Linked DNA regions of Hordeum vulgare: region 1 is linked to region 2. The links are chromatin contacts, called in public Hi-C maps. All regions are on one chromosome and are shown on one strand. Each heading gives the region's core, a stretch centred on a gene start, on an enhancer-like site or on the middle of the called end of the contact. The rest is flanking DNA. Distances are from core to core; before and after follow the strand shown. Region 1 has its middle 20 kb from the start of LOC123439329. Region 2 holds the start of LOC123442659.

The links. Hi-C and Micro-C count contacts between places; a contact is called where the count stands out from the background.
Region 1: a contact with region 2 is called in a Hi-C map of leaf, with 2.8 times the contacts expected there. The contact joins the enhancer-like site here to the promoter of LOC123442659 in region 2. A contact is called at or near these places in 2 of 6 Hi-C or Micro-C datasets (leaf and seedling).

Annotation. Positions count from the first base shown.
Region 1 is chr3H:21,344,213-21,350,058 of MorexV3_pseudomolecules_assembly, forward strand. No RefSeq gene overlaps it. Among protein-coding and RNA genes, the nearest start is that of LOC123439329, 20 kb to the left of the region's middle. Within about 2 kb of position 3,084, at least 3 of the 3 cell types and tissues checked have open chromatin away from gene starts, as enhancers often do. A contact at or near this core is called in leaf and seedling, where this site is marked.
Region 2 is chr3H:21,301,001-21,307,224 of MorexV3_pseudomolecules_assembly, forward strand. It overlaps LOC123442659, which reads left to right and starts at 4,705. Exons shown (of 5, transcript XM_045118766.1): 1 at 4,705-4,899; 2 at 4,993-5,138; 3 at 5,948-6,029; 4 at 6,109-6,191. The coding sequence starts at 4,855. It overlaps LOC123441395 (ubiquitin recognition factor in ER-associated degradation protein 1-like), which reads right to left and starts at 4,067. Exons shown (of 1, transcript XM_045117853.1): 1 at 3,447-4,067. The coding sequence starts at 4,067. The coding sequence ends at 3,447.

The DNA of each region.
Region 1 (5,846 bases), core at 1,834-4,333, 42 kb after region 2:
TGGACGCTCGTGTTCTTCTTCAGCATCGCCATGGTGTACACTGTACAGTACAGGAGGGCAGGAAGCTGGTTATGCTCACGTACGTACAATTCAACCTCTTTGTGTTGTTATATACTCCCTCCATTTCTAAAATAACTGTCTTAACTTTGTACTAGATTTAGTACAAATCTGTATTAAGCTTAAGTCACTTATTTTAGAACGGAGGGAGATTGCGTGTTTTATATAGATGTGTATATCTAGCTTATTAGAAGTATAGATTTAAAGATTGCTCGATACTTTAATTCACGTGACGAATATAGTAGGTACTTCCTTCGATCCATATTACATGTCTATATACGGTTGTATCTTAGTGTTAGCTACATCGGTACCTTGATAAGTCCAATACAAGCAATATGGATCGGAGGCATTAGTAAATATCTTCTGCATGCCTAACTTGTCTAGCGATAAGTGGATAGCTACTGCTTGCATGTCCGTCGAAGAAAATATTAATTGAGATTAGGTATTTTATACTCCCTTCATTTCAAAATATAAGTCTTTTTAAATTTTTTATTGAAAAACTACATACGGAGCAAAAAAATGAATTTGTATCCGTATGCAATCGTTTAGTAAAATGTTAAAATAAAACTTATATTTAAAAACAGAGGAAGTATCATTGACGAACATTTGGTCCAAACGCTAGATTTTATCTAGAAGAATGTAAACTCGGGAAAATGCTATTCGCTGACCTTTGCGTCAAGATGTCGGCGTTCGTATAGGGATGAACAAGGAGCGACGTGATTTGGGCCGGCCCATTACCGGTTGCGGGGATCCCGGTTTTGGGAACCTTCTAGACTTTTCTCAACCCTTTGTTTCCAGTTTTAGGAAATTTTGTAGAAGGCTCCCTGAACCGGTTTTTCTTTTTTTTTTCGTTTTCTTTTTTCTTTCTTCTTTCCTGATTCTTTTTTTCCTGTTTTTTTTAAAAAACTGTTATGGCTTTTCAAAATATGTTCTGGATTTTCAAAAAATGTTCGGGATTTTCAAACATTGTTGTCCAAATTCGAAAATATTTTAGTTTTTAGAAAAATGTTCTCGATTTTCAAAAACTGTAATGGGTTTTCAAATTCTGTTTTGCTTTTTTTCAAAAGAATGATCTGGATTTTCAAAAAAAAATCTGAATTTCAAACAATGATCGGAATTTTCAAAAAATGTACTGGGTTTTTTAACAACTGTTTCTGCCTTTTTTCAAAAACCTCATCTGAAATTTCAAAAACTATTCTGTATTTTCAAAAATTGTGCTTCAAATTCTTAAAATATTTTTGATTTTTAGACAAATGTTCTAGATTTTGAAAAATGTTCTTAAAGTTCGAAATAAGTTTTTGTTTATTTGAAGTATGACCTCGATTTTCAAAATTGTACTCAGTTTTCAATAAATTTCTTCAAATTCTGTTTCTGCTTTTTTTCAGAAAAATGTTTCGGATTATCAAACAATATACTAGGTTTTCAAAAAATGTTCTTCAAATTCGGACAATGTCTCTGCTCTTATTCAAGTGATTGTTCTGGATTTTAAAAAAATGTTCTGAATATGTTCAGGATTTTTCGTAATTATCCTCATTTTCAAAATTTGTTCTCAAGATTTAGAAAACTGTTCGTGCTTTTAAAACTTGTTCATGCTTCCAAATTTGTTCGAGGTTTTCAAAATTGTTCTCTGCTTCAAATATTTGTTCTTAAAATTCCAAAAATGTTCGTTCTTGAAAGATTTGTTTGCGGTCCTAAGTCTGTTCTAGATTTTTTTAAATTGTTTTGGTTTAAATTTTATTTCTCTAGATTTAAAAAAAATTCGTCATTTAAAAATTGTTCATGTTTTCAAATATGTTCCCTGTTTTAAAAAACGTTCAGGGTTTTAAAAAATTATTTAAGAGGTTTAACGTTTTTTCATTTTGGTAAAAAAGAAAAAAAGGAAAACGGGAAGGAAAAGGTCCCAAAAAAGAAAAAGAGAAATAAGCAAAAAAAGAGGAAGCTACAATAATTACCTGTCTACTGGGCCGGCCTCATAAAAGAACAGTCTGTTCCATGGGTTGCCAACTCCAAAGCAACCTCACACACTGCTCACACCGAATCACCAATGGCCCAGCCGAACTAGTGTCTTTTGCGATTTAACTAGACAAAGAAAGTTTCAATAAAAAAACTAGATTAAGAAAATAAATATGGTTTACTAGAAATTTAATATATATTCATATTTTATAATAAGCAAATATATCATACTATTGTAGTATCTATTTTGTATGGGTTTTAAAACAAATGTTCCACCATTTTCAGAAAATGTTCCTGCCTGATGAAAATTGTTCCAAGTGTGTAAAATTAAATTTCCATGCAACTCCCTAAATAGGATTGAATGGGGACTTGTCTTATAAGATACTCCCTCCGTAAAGAAATATAAGAGTGTTTAGATAACTATTTTAGTGATCTAAATACTCTTATATCTCTTTACGGAGGGAGTAATTTTCATGTTTCATATTATGGTAAAATATCCACTTTTTATTTTGAAATCAGGTGTGCCAAGAAAAGTTCATGCACTTTACGAAAAAATTGTATGCTGGACGAAAAACCAAAATATAATACACACACATATGGAAAATACTTCGTTGGAAAACATCATTTGAGGAAATGTTTCGCACTCAATGGAAAATTTACATGCTTATACCTAATAAAATATTCAAGTGTGTAGAATAGAATATCCATGCAACTTCTGAAAATGTATCAACGGTGGAATTTTTTTTACAATCCTTCTTTCTAATGTTTTGTCTTAAATAGGATTATTTTAGTTTTCAAGCTAAATATTCCTTCAAATTTCCGGATCTTCCTTCAATCCTGGACAAGTGAAGGACGCGCTTGTGTTCTCCTGTCAAACACTTGTGTGTGGGCATAGTATTAAATACGATTTTACATTATGGAGTAAAACAGAGGGAGTACTAGCTAGCGTCTGGAGCTTTGACATGCCAGGCTACTGTAGTAGCATAGCTTGACATGCCAGGCTACAGTGTGTGGAGCTTGATATGCCTGGTTACTGTAGTAGCATAGCTTGAGACATGCCAGGCTACAGTGTACGTGTGGAGCTTGACATGCCAGGCCACAGTGCGTGGAGGTTGATATGCCTGGCTACTATAGCAGCATAGCTTGAGAAAATGCCAGGCTACAGTGTACGTGTGGAGCTTGACATGCCAGGCTACAGTGCGTGGAGCTTGATATGCCTGGCTACTGTAGCAGCATAGCTTGAGAAAATGCCAGGCTACAGTGTACGTGTGGAGCTTGACAGGCTACAGTGTAGAACTGCCAAACCTCTTGCACCAAATAAAGCAGGAAGCCAATTGCCTTCAGAAATAAAATTAAAGAAGCAACACAACTCTTTGTAACAGTAGCACCGTAGGCCCATAGCCATAGGTCACGAACGTACTTGTCGTTGAGCTGTCGAAATGCTAGCTTGGGAGTTATTATCTGCTCGTGACCTTTATCTTTTGTCCACGAGTTTGGTGGTGAGATTTCAGCTAGCAACAGTGGAATGAATAGTACATAAATGAACAGAGAGTAGATTTTGTATTTTAGATGATATTCCCTCCGTTAGAAAATATAAATTATTTTGAATATTTTATTGTAAACTTTGCACGAACTGAAATTAGTGAAGAAACACATTATCATACACTGTTTTGAACATCTTATGTTTGTGAACGGAGGGAGTAGTATGTGGTACCAATGCAAAGGTTGGGGAAAGAAAATGGATGTGGATTTTTGGCTCTCGGAGCATATACTCCCTCCGCCCCATGATATATGAGGGTTTCTGATACTATTAGTGTTAAAATATTGTTATATCATTAGTAAAAAACATGGCTTTGGTTCAGGCGGGATAAGATATTTAATTCCGGTTCTGTTACGAACCGGGACCAATGGGTGCATCAGTCCCGATTCGTGCGGCCAGGGCGCTGGCCGGGCCACAGTCCCGGTTCGTATGACCCCTTTGGTCCCGGTTCCAGACACGAATCGGGACCAATGGTCCTCGCTCTTGGCACAACACCTTTAGTCCCGATTGGTGGCTGGAAGCGGGACTAAAGGTCAGTCTTTTGTCCTGGTTCTTACCACCAACCAGGACCAAAGAGATGCCTATATATACCCTCCCCCCTGCCCATCCTCTCCTCTGTTTTTTTGGGCCGTGTGGGAGGTGTGTATGCCCTGCTCTGTTCACCGTTCTATGCATGCACATGAGGTGTTTGATGAAATGACCGAGCCACACTTAAGCTTTCTCCTCTCCAAGCTCGACCTCCAAGCTCCATTTTCCTCAAGATTTTTCTAGGTTTGGCGGTGCACCAACTACACAAGTGTTCTAAAAGGTTAGCTACTTCATCCTTTCATCTCTCACTCCTAGTCTAGCTCATTTCAAATGCTCTAGAAGTATAGTGGTTTCTGGGTTTTAGCGTAGGAGTGTATGTGTCAGTTCTTTTGACTTAGATGCACAATTTGAGCTTAAATTAACTTCTTAGAGTCCGCACATGTGTAGGTGTCGTTCTATTCCCGTCCTCATCATTGTCGATCGCCCGCGTCGATCTCGTCGCTCGCACCACCGTGGTGAGCCTCTTGTTCTTATCTTCTTTTTTAAAATAAAAAAAATTCTTACTTGTATGATTTAGATAGATACTTATATAAATTTCTTATTTCTATTATTGTTTGTTATTATATAGTGCGATGCTTTTGTTATCCGCCGACGACGGTCCTCATCCGGCCAATGATTCGGACGTGGTATATTTTCTTTTATAACTATTTGTTTCATTTAGTGCTTATGACAATTATGCCGACCAACGTGACATGGATGTTTTTATCTAGGAGGTATGTGAACCGGAAATTCCAATCGACCCTCTTGTCGAGAGGTTAAATTTAGTTGAAAAAGAAAACAATTACTTGAAGAAAAAACTAAAAATAATTGAGGAGAAGAATATGGAATTGGAGTTGCATGTTGCCAGGGTCATCGACGATCACAACATCAAGATGGATGCAATGCGCTTGAAGATGGATGCAATACGTTTGAAGAATAGCAATATTAGAAAATATGCCATTGATAATGTAACGCCAAAGATGCGGTCCTATCCTTATTTTGGCGCGAGGGCCTCGACAGGGATAGAAACGTATTTCGTCGTTTGACAAGAATGAATATCATTACGAGTACATTTATTGAAAAGATGAGTATAGGAATTGGCTTACACTCGCCACAAGCTACATCAATATCACATCGATACAACAATATACAGTCATCATGAAGAAGGGCAGGGTCCGTCTACGGACGAAAAAACCCAATAAAAGAACGACGTGCATCCTTCTATCCGAGACTGCCGGCCTGAAAACCATCCTAGATCGAAGAAGAAGAAGAAGAAGAAGAAACTCCAAATAGCACAATCAGCGCGCTAACGTCAAAGTAACTCTTTATCTGTACCTGCAACTCGTGTTGTAGTAATATGTGAGCCACAGGGGCTCATCAATCTCATTTCCAAAGATATCAAGACTAGCAAAGCTTAATGGGTGAGGTATGGTTAAGTGGTGATGCTGCAGCAAGCGACTAAGCATTTATTGAGGTGGCTAACTTACGAGTACAAGAATAAAAGAGGGGGATGATCTATCCATAGCGAACGTGAACTACTAATGATCAAATGAATGATCTTGAACACCTACTTACGTCAGACATAACCCCACCATGTCCTGAGTCGGAGAAAGGAACTCACAAAAGAGACAGTCACAGTTACGCACTCACTTGACATATTTTAATTAAGCTTACTTCAAGTTATCTAGAACCGAATGGTAAACAAAGTTTCCACGTTGTCACATAACCA
Region 2 (6,224 bases), core at 3,455-5,954:
GTGCGGTGGCGGCAGGTGCCACGTGCCGCCTGGCGCGCCTGCCGCCACCCGGGGTGGGGGTCTTTTTTGACGTTTGTACTCGCATGTTGTCTCTTTTGACAATCCCACTCGACAGGGGGTCCTTTTGGACAAAAATCCTGAATAATAAGGTGGAATAAAACAGTTACGTCTTAATGTTTGGTTGGTGGAATGGAATGGAACAGATCCCCGGCGATCGGCCGAGCGCTAGACATCGGAGCTCCTCTTCCTGCCCGTGAGCCCTACATCCATCACCCATTTGCTATCCCCGATCGTCAGCACAGACGAGAGAGAAGCGAGTGGCGACGCAGAGGAAGGAGAGGAGCGACCGGCGGCGTAGAGGAAGGAGAGGAGCGACCGACGACATAGAGGAAGGAGAGGAGCAATCGGTGGCGCAGAGGAAGGAGAGGAGCGGCCGACGGGTGCAGAGGAATGAGGGAAGCAACCGACGACGCAAATGAAGGAGAGGAGCGGTCAGCGACGCAAAGGAAGGGGAGGAGCGGTCAGCGACATGCAGGAAGGAGACGAGCGAGCAACTGTTGGATCGGATGAAGGAGAGGAACAAGCAGCCGACGGCGCAGAGGAAGGAAAAGAGCAGCCGACGGCGCAGAGGAAGGAAAAGAGCAGCCGACGGTGCATAGAAAGGAGAGGAGCGGCCGGCGACGCGACGGAAAGAAAGGAGCGGTCGGGGTGCAGATCCATGGAGGAGCGATTGGCGGCGCCGATGCAGGGAGGGCGCTAGTTCGTGCGAGAGAAGAAGCGAGAGGCTTCGTGCGAGAGCAGTTTCGCGTGGTCCGCTAGATTTGGAGGAACCGCACGGAACAACATAAAGAGGGAATATGTCGTTCATGGAACCACTTCGTTCCATTCTGTTTTTCAACCAAACACGAGAACGACCTTCGGGGACGGGTCTGACCCGTAACGTTTCACTTCGTTTCTCCAGCTGAACACGCCCTATGTGCCTGACATTTTTTGTGGCGTTAGTCACTTTTTGCAAAACGCAGCGCGAGGCCAAAGATGATGTGAGCGACGAGCGATGGCCATGGCAAGGCCAAGCCGTGTACGAGTGGGATTCGATGATAGCCGGCGGGAGCAAGTCCCAAAGTTAACCAGGGGTGTCAGGGGGGGGGGGGGGGCGTCGGAGTTGTTAATCAGGGTGTGGCTTCAGTGGATGGGCGGGGTTGAGGGGTTGAGGGGGCGGGCGGCTATGACGCCCGTGGGTGGTGGAGGCCGACGATTAGGGCTGGGTCGGAGGGCGGTTGCGTGAGGGTTGTTGGATTGGATCTTATGTTAAGAAAAATGATGGGAGGAGGAAGGCGACCATAAGAGTTGTTGGATGCAGATCGAACGTACATGATTGAATGTGACTGATGTGAATTGCATTCCTAGGCACATGAAGTATATGATCTACCTTTAACTAAACAAATAAAGATTTTCATTTATTCTAAAACGGTCAAATGCCATATGTTAAAGTCTATTGACTCTTACAAGGTTATCTTTAAAGATATTAAAAAATACACGATAGTCATTGGAAAATTGATGTCGTGAACGAAATTCGACGCCGCATTTGGGCCTCCGAAATACCAACGGAGCTTGGGAAACATGGTTGACAAAGCAGCGAAGAAGTAGCCCGTCGGAGCTGCAAGGTGTGAGGGACAACGATCTCGGAAACAGATCATAGTCCTGGAGAAAAAGATGATGAAGAGGCTTGGACGACCACCCTATATCTGTCTAGACTGGTCCGTGGAGACATAAACTTACAAGCTCCACGGCCATGCCGAAAAATGGCCGGACGCCGACGATTAGAGGAGTCAGAGGACCCACACACAAAGGGGTGCTATCCACTCAACTGAAAGACACCTACGAAAATCACCTGCATAACACGAAGACATGAGTAGATCCACTACTATTTAGAATGGCGGCAACACAACGGTCCTCCACTACTACGAAGCTGAATGATGGCGTCAGGCAAGCGGTAACCGCTCGTGTCATAACACTGCGTCCTCACGGTAGCAGCTATGCACACGACCAAAGGATGGCATCTGGCGCTGGAAGACGACCGCATTTCGGTGCTTCCACAGGCATCGGCAACATATCAGAACAAACTTCGCCCCGGAGTCGACGACCGGGGTAGCATCGCTGGCAAGGTACCCAGGTCTCCGACAGAAACACCAGCTACATCAATGTTCACACTTCGCCAGAAGCTCATAGCGAAAAGGGCAGCGGAAGAGCATATGGTCCGCGGTCTCCAGGGAGGAGGATACATCCGACAGCCGGCATCCTCTTCGGTTACGATGCATTTTCGGGCTAGCGCGTCCCAGGTGTGGATGCGCCGTTGCATCAGGAGCCAACAGAAGAATTTCACCAACATCTAGGTAGAGAAGAGAGCCACAAAACATGGTGACAGAAATAAAAAAAAGCCACACATTTTTCGTGGCAAACTCCAACAAAGAACCATCAACTCCAGTCGTTTCAGACGTTACTTGGGTATTCTAGAGGGTATACTTCCGTGCGGCAAAGCGTTTGGCCTCCTTGTCCTCCTCGCCGTCCACCTTCTTCTTGGCTGACTTGGCGCCAGTAAGCGGCACCGCAACCCCCTAGCCGACGCGGCCGCCGAAGAACCGAAACACATGCTCGCTGAAGACGGTTGTGGATTGATATTTCTATTGGTTCGATAAACCTTGATTTTATAATCGAGGAAAATACTTACCTATTTTTTCCTTTTCGGTTAGAAGAAATATATTTCATTTTCTATATTTAGAAATACATATTTGAGTTTTTTTTCCAGAAAACATAGTGAAAATTTTCAAATATGCAGTGAACATTTTTTCAATACTCGATGAACAATTCTAATTTTTAGAAATGTTCATGCAATTTTTAATAAATAGACACACATTTTAGAAAGTGTTTATATGTATTTAAAATGTGTTCATGTAATTTATAAATATTCACCCATTCTTAGAAATATTGATGTAATTTTAGAACCAAAAATTACACATTTCTTTACAACATGTTGATGTAATTAAAATGGTGTACACATTTTGCCTCTGTGTTATTTTGTTTAATAAAATTTGATGAAACACGGAAATTATTGACATGTAAATATCCCGATATCGTATTATAGACATTGATAGATTTCTGTGTGTAAATTTAGTGGAAAAGAAATACAGAAACTTTTAGCTCGTAAACATTTATTATATGCGTGAAACAGTACATAGACAATGACACTACATAGATCCCTTACTCAGGACACACTGAAAAACTCTCCATATTTGCACCACCTCTAGGTAGAGAAGAGAGCCACAAAACTTTTGTGTCAAAAATAAAAATAAAGCCACACATTTTGCGTGGCAAACTTAAGCTTCTGTGTCACCAAGTTGTTTCCGAGATTGTTTCAGTCGTTGCTTGGGATCTTCGATTCTACTATTCTACAAGGTATACTTCTGTCCGGCGAAGCGTTTGGCCTCCTTGTCCTCCTCGCCGTCAACCTTCTTCTTGGCCGACTTGGCGCCCGCGGGCGGCCCCGAGCCGACGCGGCCGCCGAAGAACCGAAGCACATGCTCACTACTGGCAATATTGTTGCCCTTACCCGAAGAACCCGCCGGCGGCGCAGGGGGCGGCGCCTGCTCCACAGGCTTGCCGTCCATCCTTATCCCGACGCCGACGAACCGCCGCTCTTCGCCACCGGCGCAGTCTTGGCATGGGGCGGCGGCGACGACCGGAGCAACGACGGGCGGCGGCTCGACGTAGTCGAGGGGCAGCGCGAAGTCGACCTCGCAGTCGGTGTCGAGGGTGGAGACGGCGTGGGCGGGCATGGCGTCGACGACGTCGAGGAGGTACCTGGTGTCCCCCTCGTAGACGGCGATGGTGTCGCCGACGGTGACCATGGAGTAGCTCTTCATGCAGTGCTCCAGCAGCTCCTTGTGGTTCTTGGCCCGCAGAAAGTCGGCGGTGTGCGGGCGCAGCATGATGGACGCGGCCTTGGGGAGCGACGACGCGATCCTGGTGACCAGTACGAGGTCGCCGTCCTCCAGCCCGAGGCGCGCCATGGCGTGGGCGGGCACGTGCACGAACCCCTCCTCGCAGCCGAACTCGAGCACGCCGAGGTGGGAGGCCTCGAGTGTGGCGGCGTTCTGGACCCGGAACTCCATCGGGGACCCCGCCCCCACCCCCAGCGACGTGAGCCGCTCCAGCGCCGACGCCGGCATTACCACAAAGTTGCTGCCGTCGTTCTTGCCCAGCAGCGACATGGGGCGGCACCGCAGGTACTGCGCCCACCCGCTGCGCGACCGCTGCTGCCGGAGGTACGCCTGCCACGCCTCCCTCGCGTGCTCCTCCTCCTTGCTCTCCCACTGCATAGCCATCCCTGTGTCCTCCATGAGAAGCGATCAAAAGATCGATCTGAAGTTTAGCACGAGCTCCAGCGATCGATCAATCTGCGGAGTCGAGCCGTGGATTTGTTGGCCGGGGAAGAGGAAGGAGGGCTCCGCTTTTATCTACGGCGTTTGGTGGGTTCCACGGTCCGCCTGCGAGCCCGTGGCCGACTCGGTGTGGCCGTGGCGTGTGGGTCGGGAAACCGGGCCCGCCTGGCGGTGAGAGGGGACACGGAGGGAAGCCAATGACGCGCGGGCCCGGTCCGTCAGTGTACAAAAAGAAAAACCGGGCTTTGGGTTGGGCCGAGTCCGTCTCTGTTTCTCCTCGTGCTCCCCCGTCTCTCTGTTTTTCCGGTGTTCCTCCCGCGAGACGAGACGGCCGCCTCTAAACCCTAACCCTAGATTGGATTAGGGGGCGCTGAGAGAGGGAGAGGGGGAGTGTCGGAGCGGCGGCGGCGGCGAGATGTCGGCGAAGAAGGGGCTCTCGAGCACGCTGCGGAACCTCAAGGTGAGGAATCGACCCCTCTGCTTCCTCTGGCCATGGCTCCTGGTCTCTGACGGGCGTGTTTCCTCTTCTCTGCGTGCGTGTGCGGTGGCGCAGTTTATGCAGCGGGCGGCGGTCGCGCAGAAGGTTGAGGACAAGGCCGATGTGGAGGTGGAGGAGGCGGCGGCCGAGGTGGAGGTGGTGATGACGCCGGCGGCCAACGGAGGCGGGGTTGGCTCGTCGGTCCAGGTCGCCAGGAAGTGGTACGTGTGTGGGTTGTTCAAAGGCCCGCTTCTTCTTGGCTGCAGACGTTCTTCCTCTGTTGCTTGTATCTTGGCTTGGGTATGCTCGGGTTAGGGAAGTGGTTGCGGAGGATTTTAGATTTGTTGTTATTAAGAAGACTGTGCGATAGCGATGCAATTGTAGTTATATTTCTGCTAGCGTAGTCACTGACCCCTGCGCAAATGGAAGTCGGTGAAGATCACACCGCCTTCGAGTCGAATGTTTGTTACAAAAGGGTACTCGCACAAACTCCTGTGAATATTTACTGGCAGTTTCACCTAGGAAAATGCCACATATTGGGTGAAAACTATGCTGTACAAGTGCAATTCCAGTAATTTTGGTGATATTGCTTAGTTGCTGACCCCTGCGAAGCCGGGAACCGATGAAGAATCGCACCACTTTTGGTTCAAGTATCTGGTACAAAAAGAAACTCATGCAAACTCCTGTGAACGCCACCAGTTTCCCTTGAGCAAATGCACGTATTGCAAAAAGTATGACTAGGAATGTGCTTATGCAGCTGTACCTAGTCACTGTTTTTGGAGGAGACTGTTGGCATAGTGTTACATTACATGCTTTTGTGTCTATCTTTTGAACTTCAATCATACTTTGCAGCTTGGTCATAAATTATAAGCATGTTAAACAGATTTATTAGTTTGTTTTTTCGGAGAAATTTTTCATCCAGTTTCAGCTTTAGATTTTACTGCCTTTCCTATCCAGCACAAAATCCATTAAGGATTACTAGCTTTGATTTGTCACCGCAGACTAAGCAAAACTAGTTTCTTTTTTTCAGTGTAGTTGTCATGGAGGGCAATCCACATCCAGGAGCTGTAAAGGGTCGAATGTCATTCCAAAATTTCAATCCATCCATTGATGTGAGTTCTGTAGCCTTTTGTCCTTCAGTCTATTATGTCCTTTAGATGGATGTTCCCTTACACAAGCCTAGACCTGTAGAAACTAAATGACGAGGCAAGTGGTCGCCCAACACAATCGGCTTCACCTAGTAATTCTCAACAAGACAGTGCAAATACTAGCAGGTTAGCTACTACAATGGCTCCTTTTCTCTTCTC